Regions from separate parts of the Mus musculus genome. Here region 1 is linked to region 2. The links are chromatin contacts, called in public Hi-C maps. All regions are on one chromosome and are shown on one strand. Each heading gives the region's core, a stretch centred on a gene start, on an enhancer-like site or on the middle of the called end of the contact. The rest is flanking DNA. Distances are from core to core; before and after follow the strand shown. Region 1 has its middle 14 kb from the start of Gm41208. Region 2 overlaps Fndc3a (fibronectin type III domain containing 3A).

Region 1 (2,700 bases), core at 120-2,619, 440 kb after region 2:
GTGCTAATGCTATTTGTGGACATACTGCTGTATGATCAATAAACTAGAAACCCTTGGGCCAGGCCCAAACATCTAGATACAGCCTGAGGCCCCAGCTAGCCAGAAGAAGCCGTGGCCTGGACAGGGAGGAGGTCTGAAGGGCCAAAACTCGAGTGGACATCAGCCTCAGGCATGAACTTCCTCTAAGACACTGGAAAACAAACATGGAAAATTGGTTTGCAAGGTCCCGTGGATACTGAAGGGCCTTGAGCATGTGGCTCTGATAGGCCTTGATCTTCTCCCTTGTTCTCTCTGCCTTGCCAATAAAAAAAAAAAAAAAAAAGAATTCTATTCCTAAAGCTAGCCATCAAGGACCATTCCCTTATTTAGCCATTTCTTCCTCCTGAGGCTGACTGCCAAGGTTCAGCTCTCAAGGTATTGGAAATCCAGTAATGAAAAGCCCCCTTTTGACACATGTAGTTAATATGCCCAGTTACAATTAAACACCTCATCCTAAAACAGGGTTTCCCCCTTTACCTTTATAAACCACCACTTTCCTATGGGCCATGTCTGTCTCCTCTCTAACCAGAGGCAGTCCTTTGTTCCCCAGAACAAATACCCCTTCCCCTCTCATTTGTCTCCTTCCCCTTCTCCTCCTCCTCTTTGTCTCTCATTCCCTGCCCTCTGTCCCTGTGGGACAGACAAATCTCCTTGGTGCTGAGAACTTGGTCTTGGGGGGTTCCTGAGCCAATAACAATGTCTAAAAGACACACATGCAAGGCCCTGGCTAGACCCTACACAAAGGGCCTTCTACCTTGATGGAACTGTTTGAGTGGCATCTACTTCTGCTCTGGGGTCTCTCTCAGACCACTTTCCAGAATGTAAGAAAAAGAAAGGTATCTATCTCCTGCCTGGAATAGCCCCCCCTTCCCACTGTCTCGGTCTGTTGGCTGCAAACTCCTGGGCTGTGTTTTACTGAGAGACTCACCTTTGACCAGAGAATTCTTCGGTGTGGCCTGGCATATCTATTAGTTTACTCCAGAGGGGTGTGTTCACGATGTTAGGATGTCAAAGAAAAGACAGTGATTTTTTTTTCAGAAGCTGCTGGCAAAGGGGATATGGCTAGCAGCTATCAAGCTCTTGAAATATGAAAATTAATTAAATTCAATTTGGAGAATGAGAATCATCACTTCAGATAAGGATACTGTGATAAATAATGCCTTCAGTAAGAAAAGCACTCCTTGCCGTGCCTCCAGGGTCTCATTCTGAGGCTCGCTGAAATGCAAACAAACGAACGAACGAACAAACAGAGTTTATGAAACAAATTGTATTAATGACAACAAGCCAGTCTCGGGCTCCAACACAATCCAGCAAGGGCTGGAGGCCAAGATCTGTGGAGTTTGTCTCAGGAGCCTCTGCCCAAAGCCACAGGGTTGGGAAAAAAAAGATGAGAGGCACAAGAATGCCCCACAGCTCCCCCTAGTGTTGGTGTCTGGTATTCCACCTGAGCCCAGACTTATTTGTAATTAGTAAACTGATTTTTTTCCCTTTCAGCAGGACTCCTTAACAGTAATCAAACACTACATCGCGCACCCACGAGATCCTCTCACTCCTCTACGCTGAGAGTCTTTTTATTTTATGATAGTTGTCTTAAACCAAATGAGGAGGACGAGACGATGAACAGACGGACCTGCCCAAGAAACCAAGATCGGGGATGGGAATGCGATAGATAATCCCTTATTTAAGGAAAACAATCCTCTCCATGTCTCAGGTGCCTCATTTTGAGAGTTTCCGAAATGCAAACGACAACAGCAAAAGAGTTGTTGCTGGGTACTTGTCTAACATGGCACTGAGTAAACCGGATGTGGTGGCTCGTGCCTAAAATCCCACGACCTGGGTGGTTAAAAGCAGAGGGATTAGGAGTTGGAAGTCATCCTCGACCACATACTGAATTAGAGGCCAACCTAAGATATACAAGACTCTGTCGTAGACAAAGCAATGAATGAATGAACGAGTGATTGAACGGATTTGATGTCTTCTTTGCTAGTTTTTGTGGATGGGGACAAAATTAAAATTTGTTTCTTCTCCAATAAAGCTGGAGTAACCCATGTGTCTGCTTCTCAGAGCTACAAAGATTAAATCGGATCAGCCAGGTGCTGGCCACCACACCTCCCAGTATGCAGCACAGGCTGGGTAACCTTGGTTACTGTTTCTGCCTCCTTCAACGGCCCGCTGAGGCCAGACCTCCTCCTGAGAAGACCACAGACACTCTCCGCCCCTCCCTGAGGATGCCAGAGTACCTCTACTCCTATGCCCCATCCCACTACTCCTCAGTTGAAAGTCTTTACCTGGCCCGAGGTTGCTGGACTTATGCTTGCCCCTGTGTGCTAATCAACACGACCAAATGTGTCACGCGTCATTCCCACAGCCTAGGTAATGGCAATGAGACCTTCCATGACCCTGGCCCAGCTCAGCTGCCCTGAAGGTATGCCAGCAGGGTTCCTGCTTCTCAACCCACTCTCGAGATCTGTTCTCTCAGAGCTGGTCCTTCCCACCTTGGGATCCCTAGGATGAGACTGGATGATCGCATCAAGCTGGAGAGAGCATGCTAACTCTCCTTCCACTCTGGGCAGTATCTGTGCCAACTCAGGTTCCTCCAGGGACACCAATCCAGTTTAGCACTTGCAGACTCTTTTGATGAGTTAGATATGGTGATAAACT
Region 2 (2,700 bases), core at 87-2,586:
AGAAACAATTCAAGCCTAACTTTATGTTTCCTGGAAAAGATTTAATTTTCTTTATGCACGTGGTCTACAACACAAATCTGAATGGCTTTGTTGAACTGAAATATCTCTGTACAATCTTTGGCTTAGACTGGTAATTTGTTTTTAATTAAGCATATTAAATGTGTCTCCTGGCCCAGTAATAACAAAGAATATAAAGGATCAGTATCATAACACATTTAATCATAATTTTAAGACCTTTCTTTGCAGTAAGCGTGCCTTTTATAGAAATAAAATCTGATGAACAGGTGACTCAAGCATAAAGTTCATATGTCATAAAAACCTTAATTAGGGCTAACCTCCAGAGACTAGTTTTCCTCTAGTACACATGGGTATAAGCCTTACTTAATAAACTACTCTTTAATAAAAACATTAAATATATAGTATCTAAAAATGAGTCTGGATATGCTAGGTTTAAACAATATAAACATGAAAAAAAGAATGAAAGAAAACATAATAGAGGCTGACATTTGACCCACTGTATTTCCAGAGGTCACTATCTGAAGTGCATCATAATGGGCATAATCATAGCTGCCACAAACACCCTCACCCCTGCCATCACCAAATCAAGGACAATTTGCAGCGCAGCAAAACTGTGTTTATGTCAGCAAACAGAACATGTCTATCAGCTGTACTGGCTATACTTACCATTAGAACCTTCTGCCATCTCCACCACGTACTTATTGATGGGTGCCCCTCCATTGTCTTTTGGTGGATCTATCACAAACAAAAGTGGTATTATGGAAATCCCAATAGACAGAATACAAAGACAGATAGTTATAGGGGGAAAAGAATTACCTGAAACAATTACTATTCACACATCCTTTGTCTACTCTGCTGTCAGCGTTTTTCAATTAATATATCAGTCTTCCTACTGAACCTACCCATATAAAGTTGACTCTAGGGGCTGGTGAGATGGCTCAGAGGGTAAGGGCACTGACTGCTCTTCCTAGAGGTACTGAGTTCAAATCCCAGCAACCACATGGAGGCTCACAACCACCCATAATGAGATCTGACGCCCTCTGCTGGCGTGTCTGAAGTCAGTTACAGCGAACTTATGTATAATAAAAAATAAATCTTAAAAACAAAACAAAACAAAAAACAGTTGAGTCTATAACAATTTTAGTGGCTGCACAACATTCCATTCATGTAGCTCCAAAGGGAACTTGAAGTTTGTACTTGTCATATGGTGACTTTTTCAACTGTCTCCAAGGCAGGATTGCCCATATGTAAGTGGGCAGATGTTCTGCAAATGTTCCATTTTGTTGTTGTTGACTTGAGAGCCAAGATGACGCAATGCTGCTGGCTCCATGTTGAGCAATCTCTCTTTCACAGGAAGCTGACCCTGTCTATCCTCTTACAGCAGCCTCCCTCCCACCCACCTAGTTCTTTTAGTGTCAAACCTAGTCAGTATCTGTGAGCACAGCTTTCCACAGATACTGTGTCCATCAACAGTATCCCTTTCTTCTGAACAACTCCTGTGAGTCTGCCTTTTGTCCCATAGGAAGGTGCTACAACATCTAACAACACACACGATGAGCCATTGTCTGCGCATGGCTTAAAATAACAATAATTTATCCATCTGGACATTTACATCCACAAAACAGGAACTTGAGTTTTGAACTAGTTGCTTATGGATTTTCTTCTTCTCTTCTAAGGATGAATGGGAAAAATTTCTAGCAACAGGTACAGTTTTATTTTCACAAGGCTGGTCTTAAAGAAAAGTTCATATTTAAATTATTTTTATCAAACACAAAATGAACATCTTACCCCAAGTAATTTTAAAGCCGTGCGAGTGTATCTTCCCTTTAACTGAAGGCTTCACAGGTACTCCTGGTTTATCAGGGCAGGTACTGAATTCCACCACTTCGCTAGGATTGCTTTTACCTTCTGAGTTATAAGCAATGACCTGAGAACACAAAGATCTAATGTTCATTACCTGATAACACATTGAATCAAGCAGTGAGCAAAACACAAGCTCAGTGAAATGACTAAACACTTTGAAACTGAGAAGTCCTCTCTGTTGGAGAACTGTGTGTCTTCACATTAAGTGTGCTTGTAATTGACAGCCCTAAGTTATTCCCAATAGTTTCCTCTGATGTAAAGAGTACAGCAGAAATGCCCTAGGCATATTATGGGAAAGTATCTGTGGTGAGATCTGAGGGCCCAGGGAGGAACCAGGTGAGTGAACTTGGAAGTCAACACCTTTCAAATGATTCCACTTCAGAAGTCTTTAAATCTGAACCACTGGTTCCTGGATTCCTAGCCAACAGAAGCTACAAGATAACAAATACTTATTTCCAGGAAGGAAAAAAATGAGATAGATTTTAACACAGAAATGAAAAAAAAAATTCAATCTGGGAGTCATTTTGATTTTAGAAATGATGCCCACATTTTCACCTTGTCATGAACTATGTAATTATGAATGAGAATTTTAGTAACTCCAGCATTCTAAGTAACAACTGGCCTGTGAGAACCTAGTCAAAGACAGTGCTCTGTCTGACTTTCTTGGGTCTTTGCATTGCTCTCACACATCCAGGTAACTTTCAGCATCCCACTATAATTTTAGGTTTGTTTCTACTAACTGTAATTATTAAATAATTCAAGTACTGGGCAAATTTAAGAGCCAAAATATATCCTAGAGTGATGCCATAGGAAGAAAGA

Evidence for each region. A called contact is a pair of places that touch in the nucleus more often than the background predicts.
Region 1: a contact with region 2 is called in a Hi-C map of uterus, with 2.8 times the contacts expected there. The contact joins two enhancer-like sites. A contact is called at or near these places in 2 of 15 datasets of contacts at CTCF or cohesin (large pre-B cells and pro-B cells), 36 of 484 Hi-C or Micro-C datasets (3T3-L1-derived adipocytes, B cells, the Ba/F3 cell line and 28 more), 3 of 115 datasets of contacts at active chromatin or transcription factors (bone marrow-derived dendritic cells, large pre-B cells and trophoblast stem cells) and 1 of 9 other capture datasets (liver).

What each region holds. Positions count from the first base shown.
Region 1 is chr14:72,999,107-73,001,806 of GRCm38.p6, forward strand. No RefSeq gene overlaps it. Among named protein-coding and RNA genes, the nearest start is that of Gm41208, 14 kb to the right of the region's middle. Within about 2 kb of position 1,370, at least 12 of the 459 cell types and tissues checked have an H3K27ac peak or open chromatin away from gene starts, as enhancers often do. A contact at or near this core is called in uterus, where this site is marked.
Region 2 is chr14:72,562,800-72,565,499 of GRCm38.p6, forward strand. Fndc3a (fibronectin type III domain containing 3A) reads right to left here. Exons shown (of 26, transcript NM_207636.2): 15 at 1,807-1,945; 16 at 685-753. Among named protein-coding and RNA genes, the nearest start is that of Gm30500, 72 kb to the left of the region's middle. Within about 2 kb of position 1,337, at least 7 of the 459 cell types and tissues checked have an H3K27ac peak or open chromatin away from gene starts, as enhancers often do. A contact at or near this core is called in uterus, where this site is marked.